Regions from separate parts of the Sus scrofa genome. Here region 1 is linked to region 2. A link is a contact called in public Hi-C data. All regions are on one chromosome and are shown on one strand. The core of a region is the stretch at or near the end of the contact, and the rest is flanking DNA. Distances in the headings are between cores, read along the strand shown. Region 1 holds the start of SLC25A23 (solute carrier family 25 (mitochondrial carrier; phosphate carrier), member 23). Region 2 holds the start of GPR108 (protein GPR108).

What was found. A called contact is a pair of places that touch in the nucleus more often than the background predicts.
Region 1: a Hi-C map of liver shows a contact between it and region 2, with 2.7 times the contacts expected there. The contact joins the promoter of SLC25A23 here to the promoter of GPR108 in region 2. A contact is called at or near these places in 2 of 5 promoter capture datasets (fetal skeletal muscle and liver), 5 of 47 Hi-C or Micro-C datasets (embryonic fibroblasts, heart right ventricle, liver and 1 more) and 2 of 2 datasets of contacts at active chromatin or transcription factors (alveolar macrophages and skeletal muscle).

Annotation. Positions count from the first base shown.
Region 1 is chr2:72,623,023-72,628,426 of Sscrofa11.1, forward strand. SLC25A23 (solute carrier family 25 (mitochondrial carrier; phosphate carrier), member 23) reads left to right here and starts at 2,692. Exons shown (of 10, transcript NM_001246246.1): 1 at 2,692-2,847; 2 at 3,976-4,084; 3 at 4,651-4,738; 4 at 5,007-5,118. The coding sequence starts at 2,692. CRB3 (protein crumbs homolog 3) reads right to left here and starts at 244. Exons shown (of 5, transcript XM_003123115.4): 1 at 98-244.
Region 2 is chr2:72,415,520-72,421,218 of Sscrofa11.1, forward strand. GPR108 (protein GPR108) reads left to right here and starts at 2,702. Exons shown (of 18, transcript XM_021083982.1): 1 at 2,702-2,871; 2 at 3,630-3,749; 3 at 4,806-4,856; 4 at 5,052-5,134. The coding sequence starts at 2,752. It overlaps TRIP10 (cdc42-interacting protein 4), which reads right to left and starts at 627. Exons shown (of 15, transcript XM_005654730.3): 1 at 495-627. The coding sequence starts at 518.

The DNA.
Region 1 (5,404 bases), core at 1,442-3,941, 210 kb after region 2:
AAAGATTAACTCGCGGCGGCGCGTTCCAGGGGCTGGGAAAAGGGGAGAGGAAAGGGGGAAAGGGCGGCAGGCCAAGCCTAGCGACTTGCCTCCCTACCTGGCCCGAGCGTCTTCAACCTCACTCAAGTTCCTGGTCCCGGTCCCTCTCTCGAACCCTCAGTGCGTCGGTCAGTGCTCGGTCGGACTCTTCCAGCTCCGCCCGCTCACGTGACCCGGAAAGTTTAGTCACTTACCTGGGAGGGGAGCGCACTTCCGGCTTATGCACCTGAGCCTAGATGAGAGGGCGGAGCCAAGCAGGGGCGGGGCCGCGCCACGGACGCACCTGTAACGGGAACCCAATCCTATTATTCGGAGGGAGTAACTAGGGGCGGAAGGGCGCAGGTGCAAAAGAGGCCTCCCACCACCTGCACTGAGGGCACCTCTGTAGAAGCATCCAGATGTGGAGACACCTGAGACTTGGAGACACTCCTGTCTGGGACAGACCGGGATAGGGGGCCTCTAATGAAAAAAACACCTGTGTGGGACACACCTGCATGGGAGTGAACGTGTATAGAAAACATCTGCACGGATGTGTAAGAATGTCTATTGGAGACTTCTGCTTTGAATCCTATCTATTTGGAGTATAGCTGAATGGAAGCATAGCTGTGTGGAAAATAGCTGTATAGAACACACTTGCATTATAACAAACACCTGGCTGAGGCACTTTGGCACCGGTTACATCTGCTTGGAGAACACCTCTGGGTGGCTCACCTATGAAATGAACAAGACTTGCATGAGAAATTTCTGTGTGAAAAGATGTTAGAGACACCTGTATGAGACACACCTGCATTTAAGTACACCTTCAGGGGACCCAGATCAATGGAAAGCCCCATATGGGTGAATACTTAAACAGAACACATCAGTGGTAGGGTAGGCCATATAATGCATACCTGGGTGGTGTAACACCTGTTGAGAAACATACCTGTGAGGTGAAGGAAAGAGACTTGCATGAGGGGAAGCTGGGTAAAACTGAGCTCGACTGAGATGAAGAGCTGAGAATGTCTGCATGAGGAACACTCACTGAAGCACAAGGTGGGGGGGGCGTGTGCATTAACGTCTACCTGTCAGGGATGTACCTGTGAGAAAACACTTGTTTAGGGCATCTTCGTGGGAAAATATCAGTATCCCCCGGATTGTAGGGCACCTTCCAAGAACCACCTGTGAATAAAAACATCTCTGAGGGGACTCTCTATAAAAGGCTTGTCTTGGACACACCTGTTTGAGCACACCTGTCTGGGCAGAAGCTTAGTGGAACCATATGTACCCTCACTGGCCATATATCTTGGGATAAAGAAGGGTGGTGATAAGACGACCCCCTTCTAGGGACTCTGGAGTGAAGAGTGATGGTTAAGGAAAAATTAATCCCTTCTAGGATACAGAGTATTGATGGGTAAAAATCTCAGGTCGGCTTAAAGCTCTGCCTTGCCCCTTACTGATCATGTGGACTGGGGCGACTGGCTTACCCTCCTGTTTCTTTATCTGTGTACTGGGAAAAACAGACCCACCTACTTTATAGGGATTTGACGAAGACGACTCGAGAAGTGAGTAAAAGGCCTGGCTTGTGCAACGCACTGAATCAGTGTTAGCTATTGTTGTAATTATTCGCCTTCAAAAGGTCTGGGCGCCCCTCCCCCTAATGGTGAATCGAGAAACTGCGCCCGAAACTAGTGGGAGGGACATTCGGCAGGTGCAGCGAGCGCGACAGACCGGTGCCCCGCCTCCATCGCTCGGCTATAAGGTCTTCATCCCCAGCTACTCCTAGGACTCTGAGATCTGCACCAGGAGAGTCGGGAGAAAGCAGACTGCTTGGTGTCCGGCCAAGGCCCCTTTAAGACTTTTGGGCGAGTCGGGGGCGGTGGGGCCCAAGGCAGCCCAGGGTCAGAGGGGAGGCCCCGCCTAGATGGGTGGGCAAGGCGGGACAGGCGGGCGCAGCTTCTGCGCTCTGGCCAATAGGAAACCGACTCCGCAGCCGCGCCGCGCGTTGATCTTCCGTTTCCCGGCCTGAGTGGGACCGAGAAAGGAGGCGCGCGGTCGAGATGAAAACACAGAGGGAGAGCAAGGCTTCGGCTTCTGTGGCCGGGTGGGGAATGTGAAATGAGCCGGCGGGCCGACGGAGGGCTAGATGGGGCAGAGTTGGTTCTTGAGTACGTCTAGGAAAAGCGAGAACGTTCGTTCCAGAAGAGGATTAGTAGAGGAGAGAGGTCAAGTGGAAAAGGATTACGTAACCCACTCCCTGACATCTCCCTACCTCGCCCCGTTGGGCAGAGGGTAAACTGAGGCATGCAGGAGCGGAACTCAGAAACCAGATCTGAAATCAATGATCTCTCTAGCCTCCCTTCCCAGAATGAACCCTGTTGCTCCCTAAACTGTGCTAACACCAGAGCATCCCTGACACCCGCCCCCCGCAACAGCTCCGCGCCCAGCCCCCTCCCCCAAATGCAGGTCGGGGGAGGAGACGCAAGTTCTGGCGCAGGCGGCGACAGCAAGCAGTCACCACCTCCTACAAGTGCGGGAGCCCGGCAGGCAGAGCTGAGGCTGAGGTAGCAGTGGCCGCGGAGCTGGCCCTGCGGGGTCCCGGGGGGGAGAGGGGGAGCCGTCAAGCCCCCGTTGAGGCCGCCGCTGCCGGGCCTCCCCTCCCCCCGGGCTGGCGCCATGCGGGGGGGCCCGGGCGATGCGGAGCGGCGTCAGCGCTGGGGTCGCCTCTTTGAGGAGCTGGACAGTAACAAGGATGGTCGCGTGGATGTCCACGAGTTGCGCCAGGGACTGGCCCGGCTGGGAGCGGGTGACCCGGACCGTGGCGCCCAACAGGTACCCCCTCTGGGACCCTCTCCTGGCTCGCCGCGCTGGGGCCCATTCCGAGCCGGGTAACCCGAGCCCCTGAATGGAGCGCCGGGAGCCGCCCTGGACCGCCTGTGGCTGGACTCCGGGACCTGTGACCAGCTTGGGTGTCTCGGTCCCTTCCCCCTGCCCGCCCGTATCCGGGCTTAACGGGCTCGCTCAAGACAGGGCCACTGAGGCCCCAGGCCTGCAGTTCCGCTGCCAAACTCGCCCGCCTCCTCCGTCGGAGTGGGGGATGACCTCCAGGGAATGGGACCACGTGTGCTTTCCTGCCCACTGCCCGGGACACACCCTCCTCTGAACTCTTTGCACAGCCCAAGACATGGCCTGCACCCCCCTCCAGTAGACACACTCTCCCCACCTTCCTTCCCTTCTCTGGGCACCCACTGTCCTCCTAGGCAGCAGCCCCAGCCTTTATGTTTACATTCCTTTCCTGGTCCTTTCCTGGTCCTGGCTGGATGCCCCAGGCTGTCCTAGTCAGGGACCCAATCCTCTCTGAGGTCGCCCCTCAGCTGGGGATACACATATCAAAGCAGGAACTCAACCCCCAGCGCATTCAGGTGTCCCCTCCACAACTGGAGCCCCGGATGCCACTGGACTGTCTCCAGAGATAGCATCTTGAGATCTCCATTCAACTTCCCACTTTACAGATGGGAAAAACAGAGGCCCTGTGGCTGCTCAGCTTGGCCGATGTGTCATTGTTCCACATTACCCAGAGCTCTCTCCAATGGGGAGCTCCTGGAACTGCTATGTGGATGCATTCTTATGAGACAGCTGGAAGGACAGGCTTTCAGAGATGAGAGCCCAAGTCCACCCACCCTCTTCCCAGCTCTGTAACCTTGAACAAGTTACTTGACCTTGGAGAGTCTCATTTTGCTCTCCAGGAAAACTGGACAATTACTGTCCACCTCATAGACCTACTGTGGCCTTGGGCATCTTGGGAGGGGGTGATTTCCCCACCCCAATCCTCTAGGTGCAGGGCTGGGGTGGGGGAGGCAAGGCAGCTGGGTTCCTGGGGCATAAGCTGGTCATGCACGTGCCCTCTAGATTGGGGAAGCAGCTTCCTGGAGCTCTTTCTGACCCTTCCCCCTCTGCCAGGGCATCTCCCCAGATGGAGGCCTTGACCTGGAGGAGTTTATCCTCTACCTGCAGGAGCGGGAACAGCGCCTGCTGCTTCTGTTCCATAGTCTGGACCGAAATCAGGATGGTAAGGCCCAGGGATGGGGCTGTGGGGGCCCCGGAGGAGCCAATGGGGTTAGAACTGGCAGCGCTGGGCGGAGGGGGGGAGGGCCGCTTCTTCCTGATGACTCACAGGCTATTTTGGGAGCTCTCCTCACCCCCAGCTAGGTAGTTCGGGGCCCAGCCGGCCTATCTCACCTCCTTTTCTTGCTGGGGTGGGACCTCTTTTATTTATTAGTCTTATTTTTTTGTGGGGGAGACAGAGATTCCCCCCCATATTGCTCCTGGATTCCCTATGAGATAGAGATATCCTATCACCGCTTCTGGGTGTCCAGTATTGCTTCTCAATCTCCTGCGGATTACCCCTGGATTCAGTCCTTCATTCATTCATCAAACAGAAGATCTCCCAGTGTCCAGTTTCACCTTTCTCATCCCAGTGGGTCAAGGACCCCCCCACACACAACCCTGCCACAAACCTCACCTTGGGTTCCTGGACCCCCTCGACTTATGAGACCGTCCCCATTCCAAGCTGTCCTGCTTCTCCATCTCAGGGTCCCCACTCACACCATTCCCCACCTTGGGTCCCCTCTCCAGGTCATATTGATGTCTCTGAGATCCAGCAGAGTTTCCGAGCTCTGGGCATTTCCATCTCACTGGAGCAGGCAGAAAAAATCCTGCACAGGTGAGTAGATGGGGGGTCCAGAATTCTAGGTCACTCAGACCCCTCGGTCACCATGAGCCTCTGGGCCCCAGACCCAATCCCAGGGTGGGTGGAGCTGGGATCTCGGGCCAGTTGCTCCCCGTCTCTGAGCCTTAGTTTCCCCCTCTATAAAATGGGGACCTCCCCAGGGCTGAGGAGTTGGTCTCCCCCCAGAACCAACTAGAACCTCACCTGGCTCACCCCTGGCTCCAGGCACTGATTCCATCCCACCCATACCCCTCCCCACCAGCATAGACCGTGATGGCACCATGACCATTGACTGGCAGGAATGGCGTGACCACTTCCTGTTGCATTCGCTGGAGAACGTAGAAGATGTGCTTTATTTCTGGAAGCATTCCACGGTGAGGTGGGGGCAGCTGTCCCAGCCTGGTGGTCGGGCCCTCTTCCCCTGGGGACTTGCCCTGGTCTCCCCAGGGCAATGGGGGGGAAAGGCTGGGTCAGGACGTTAGAAGGAGGAGCTACTGGGAGTGGCTGAGAGACAAGGCTCTGCACCCCTCTTCTGCCATCTGGGGCTTGGGGGACCCATTTGGGGAGGTTTCTTCTGGCTGATTTGAGCCCTTCAGACTTACTGCAGGACCTATAGGGGTGCAGGGAACAAAAGGCTCACCAGATGGGGCTGGCCTCCCA
Region 2 (5,699 bases), core at 1,452-3,951:
GAGGCCGATCCTCGCAGCCCCCTCCCCCCTACGGCGTCCCAAGCCCCTAGTAGTAGATTAGAGGAGACGAAAGGGCGGTCTGGACTTCCAGGTCCCACGTGGGGCTGTAAGTGGCCAGAGGGTCCCCTCCCCCGCCCAGGCCGGACAGGCGGACGGCGGGCAGGGACCCAGGGGCCGTAAGATAAGCCGCCGGCCCAGCCAGGGCGCTCAAAATAGGTGACCTCTCCCAGCCGCCCCGGCCTGGTCCTAGAACTTCTTTTGCCCTCCTGATTCAACCCCGTACCTCAGTTTCCCTACGCCGCTCCTGCAAGGTGGCCCTCTGCTCCCCGGAGTCCCGAAACGCCCTGGGAAACTCCGAATGAGGGCGGAGAGCGGGGTTTCCAGGGGTCGGTGGAAGGGAAAGCGCAGAATCCCCGCTGGGGTACTGCAGGGGGCAAAGCGGGGGTCTGGACCCCAGGAAGGGAAGAACTTGGAGCAGGGAGGATCGGACTCACCCACAGTTCGGTGCCCCAATCCATGCTGCTCTCGCCTATGCCGACGCAACCGCCGCACCCGGTCCCCGCCGCCCGACGCCCGCCGCCCGCCGTCCGCCGTAAGCGGCCGGGAGACTCAGCCCAGGGCGGTGAGCCCGGCCCCGCCCCGCTAAGGCCACGCCCACTCCAGACTCCGTCACGCCCCCATAGACTCAGCCACGCCCCCGCACGGAGCCCCCGCATAGCCCACGGAAGGTGGGGGCTCACAAGGAGGCGGGGCCCGAAGGACGCCCCGCCCCCTCTTAAAGGACCGTCGCCACCCGACGCCACTGGACCGACCCCTTTAAAGGACCCCCACCCATTTTCCAAATCCCCTGGGACCCTCTTGTCCTCCCAACCCTTGCCCCCGCCCTAGTCTGTTTTTCCTTTCCTCTTTTCTTTCAACTATTCCTTAAAGGGCCAAGACACTAAAATCCCAACTCACGAGGTCCTTCCTCGACCCCGTCGCAGGGAGAACTTGAGGTCACCCGGCTCTTGCGGGCCGGCCCGGCTCCAGACGGCTATGCTTGTCCCACTAATGGCCTAGTCCCTCCGGCCGCAGAGCGGATGGGAGGATTTCGATCCTGCCTAGGATGTGCCTCGGCCAAGACCGGGTCCATTAGCGCCCCCACCGCATCCTGCCTCTCTCTCCAAAGTCTGCGCCGGGAAACTGAGGACGGGTTGTCCTTGGGGCGCTGGGCCCAAGCCTTTCCCCATCTGCTGTCCGGTTCGGTTCGTACTTGCACCTGCCCATTTTCCAGTCGCATGCATTAAGGCCCAATCAGGTTTAAAAGTCTCCAAATCCTAGGATTCCGACAATGTCTCCTTTCTCCCCTCCAACCCCCTTGCCCTGGGGCTTGGAAGTCCGTCGCCTCTCATAAAAGTCTGTTCACACCTTGTTAATTCCTTTGAGGCACTGGGATAAAAGGGGAGAAATCTCTGCAGCAACCTCTTTCATCCTCTCCTGCTTTAGGTGCTTTCTCTTTGGCTACAGAGGTGACAGCCGCCCTGCTGGGGCTGGGGGCCCCGAGCCCCCAGGGCAGGTTAGGCTCTGAGTCCGCAGGCTCCCTGTACACAGGTGGGAAGCCCAGGAGGATAGCTCCAGGAGCCCACACTGGGACAGATGGCTCTACGGGGACCTGGCCCCACCTGCTGGTGGCTTGTGAGTTAGAAAACCTGAAATTGTAAAGTGGACCTGTGTTCCAGAGGTTAAAGGATCAGGAACTCAGTCAGGACCTCGGCCTGGGATCTGGGACTCAGTTGCTCAGCCTGAGAGTAGGGTCTCAACCTCTAACTGAAATTGGGATTGATCTCAAGTCCTCATCACAGTTGGGATAGGGTCTGGGATCAGAGCCTTAGCAGAAGGGTCAGCCACCCAAATGAAGGCCTCAGATTCAGACTGAGGTCCAGGGATCAGTCCTTATCTGAAGTCAGGGGTTAGTCCTAATCTGAGGTCAGAGCTCAGTCCAGGTGGAAGCTCAACCAGGTATAGGTTGAGGGTAAAAACGGGTGGGGGAGTCAGGGTTTCAGGCTGAGGTCAGGGCTCAGCCTGAGACAAGACTAGCCTGGAACCTGGGGGTGAGCCTCCAGTTGCCTCACTCCAGGATAGAAGCGTCCACCTAAGGCTGGGAATTCAGCCTGGGATCATAGGTCACCCAAGGGTCAAGATTTAGCTTGGGGCTAGGTTTTGGCCTCTCCGTGGATCAGGAAGATTAGGAGAGAAGATAGGCTTCAGCAAATGCATGTGTTTACCAAAAGCCTGAACTTTGGCTGGGAGCCACATCCCTGGGGTACAAAGGGGAAGTCCGTCCTTAGGGATACTGGGAAATGTAGTTTATTGAAGGCTCCCAATGAGCCGTCTGCTACCCCTCCGTTTTGGGTAATGTAGTTCTGAACTGGTCAGTCAGTTAAGGGTGGATGGAGGAATTCCCCTTTGGGGGCCGGATATCAGATCCATCACAATTGGTTGGAGGGTCTGTTTATCAAATTACATCAGGGACAATCCTTCTAGTGATTGGTGAGAGTGGAGGCGGGATTAACTGACATCAGCATTCCCATTCGGAACCGGTGCTGTCCATTTGGTGTCGTAAAGGGGGCGGCCTCGAGAGGAGAAGATCGATGATTGGTTGAGCGGGCCGAAAATGCCAAAGAGTCGGCCCCCACCGTACGGCGATTGGTTCACCGGTAGGCGGGCCTGGAGGCGTCAGAGGCGGTATCAGGGGAGGCGGTGGCTCCAGAGATGGCAGTGAGCGAGAGGAGGGGGCTCGCCCGCGGGAGACCCGCGGAGTGGGGCCAGCGGCTCTTTCTGCTGCTGCTGTTAGGAGGCTGCTCTGGGCGCATCCACCGGCTGACGCTGACGGTGAGTCCTGCCGCGCAGCAGTCTTGAGTGGGGGACGCAGCTTTAGCCTGGAGAAGCCCCTGGCTTGGAGTGGTCTCGTCCTACCTCCCCCGCTCCTTACACGGGATGGAGCGGTCCGGCGCCCCCCGCGTCCAGGCCCGAAGTGGCCTCGTCCGAGGATCCCCCTCAATCCTCCCTTTGGAGTTGCCTGGCCGGCTGTGAGGGGGTCGTGCCCCGCCCACGGCTTGGGGCGGGGCTTCATCTCCGGGGACCCAGGACTCAGAGCCCTGTAAATTCTGGGGATCCATTTGGGGGCGCCAGGGGCCCTTAACACCGCCCAGGGAAGTCCCTGGGGGTTCTAGACTGGAGTCCTCTGAGTACTTATCGAGATCTTGGAGGCTCAGTTGAAATCTCTGCACTCTAGGGGCTCAGCTGGAATCAAAAAATTTTCTGGGAGGTGAGGGCCAGGCACTCCAAGATTCGTAACTCTGCTCTCCGGGTGGTACTCATCCAGTGGAGGGACTTCCAGGGGTCCCAGACTTTCTCTTCCTAGACTCTGAAAAGTGGCCAGAGGATCCGGGGCCACTCTGTCCCTTCCTGAGATTGGGGTCACAGCCTCCAGGGGTGGCCCTCTCAGCCTCTTCTGTCACCCTTTGGACCCGTCCTAAATCTAGGCATACCAGGAGGTGACCACAGCCCTTGGGGAAACCTCGTGCCACAACTCTGGGGCTGGGCTAGTGGGAAGTCTCAGCTGCTTCTGTCTCCTTCATCGCCGGCAGGGGGAGAAGCGAGCCGACATCCAGCTGAACAGCTTTGGCTTCTACACCAACGGCTCTCTGGAGGTAGACCTGAGCCTCCTGCGGCTGGGCCTCCAGGAGACAGAAGAGAAAGCTCCGCTGGTGAGGGGCTTTGAGGAGTGCGGTACTGGAGGAGGGAGAGGTGCAGAAGTTTCTGGGCTTCTCCCCCACAACCCCCCCCCCCCAGCTCTGGATTCCCATCCTAGCTATGCCTCTCACCCGTGTGATCTTGGGCAAGTCCCTTGGCCTCTCTTTCCTCATCTATAACATGGGAATAATAATATTTCCTGCAATATGTGCTAGGCACTGAGCCGGAGAGGGGTGGGGAGGGGAGCATGCCAGTGAACAAGACAGCCCAGTTCCTTGAATCAAATGAGTAGCTAAGAGTTCCTATTGTGGCTCAGCACGTTTCGAATCTAGCTAGTATCCACAAGGATTTGGGTTCGATCCCTGGCCTCACTCAGTGGGTTAAGGATCTGTCATTACTGCATGCTATGGTGTAGGTCACAGACACAGCTCGTCTCTGGCATGGCTGTGGCTGTGGTGTAGACCAGCAGCTGCAGCTCCAATTTGACCCCTATATGCTGTGGGTGCAGCCCTAAAATAAGAGAGAGAGAGTAGTTAGTGTTTATTGTACCCGCTGTGAACCAGGTACCATGCAGATCAATTTCCATGGGTTGGTTCCTACACAGCTGCCTCTCGGGGATGCTGTGAGAAGATTACACCTGCCAACTCAGTTTTACAGGTGTTTACACAGACCCAGAGGTATGTGGCTTGCTTAGAGTCCCAGAGCCTGGTTGTAAATCCCTGTGTGCTGGACTCCAGAGCCCAAGGCAGGATACCACAAACATTCTATTTAATTTATTTTTTACCTCAGCAATTTAAATAGTGGGACAGAGGGCGAGCTAGGTCCAGAGGGCCAGCGCAGGTCTCCCTGAGGAAGTGACATCCCGTTTGGGTGGCACAGATCGCCAGGAGTTAAGGGGAAAGGGTTGGGGGGTTGGGGGTGGGGGTGATAAATGGGAAAAGCCAGTAAGTGGATGAACTTAAGCTGTTCAGGAAATCCAAGGTTACATTTCTGTTGCCACTGCTAGAGGTGACTTGGAGGTCCCTGCTGGCCTCCCTCACATCGTGTCCCCTTTTCTTGCCACCCGCCAGGTGGGGTTCAGTCTGACCCGAGTTCGATCTGGCAGTGTTCGCTCCTACTCAGTGAGTGGAGGCGGGGAGGGAATGAAAAGGGGCAGGGGCGGTGGGAGGGGAGAGTTGTCTGTCCACATCTGGAACCCAGAGACCCCTGTTCTTTGCCAGAGGGGGAAGCAGGGAGATGGGGATGGGGGAGGGAGGCAGGGTAAAGCGGGCCCATTGGGAGGCGGTAACCAAGGCTCCCTGCTACCCACTGTCCAGAGCCAGCACTCCCACGACTGCCCTCTCCATAGAAACAGCAGCAACCTCCTGGTTCTCTTCCTCATCAACACCAAGGATCTGCAGTGAGTTGGGGGGCTGGTGGCTCCCCCACAAGTCCACCATTTGTATTTCCCTGGTCACGATACCCACATGAGCTGAGCAGGTGGACTGAGAGCCAGCCAGAAGGAACGGTGACTCCCTTGTGAAGAAAGCCACTCACTTTTTCATTTTGCCTTCAAGCCTTCTGATTAAGGGGGGGGGGTGCTGGGGGGACCCTGGGAGTATTGGGGCAGAAGACCTGCTGCAGAGGGGTGGCCTGAGAATGAGTACCAGTTGTTTATACCTGTGGACCAGGCAGCAGCATCCTTTGGGCTTGCCAGGTGTTCACTCATTGATTCCTTATCCTGTTATTATCCCGATTCTAAAGATGGAAAACCTGAGAGTTCCCACTGGGTCTGACTAGGATCCATGAGGATGCCAGTTCGATCCCTGGCCTCAATCAGTGGGTTAAGAATCTGGCGTTGCCATGAGCTGTGGTATAGGTTGAAGATGTGGCTTGGATCTGGCGTTGCTGTGGCTGTGGCGTAGGCCGGTGGCTACAGCTCCGATTAGACCCCTAGCCTGGGAACCTCCACATGCCGCGGGTGC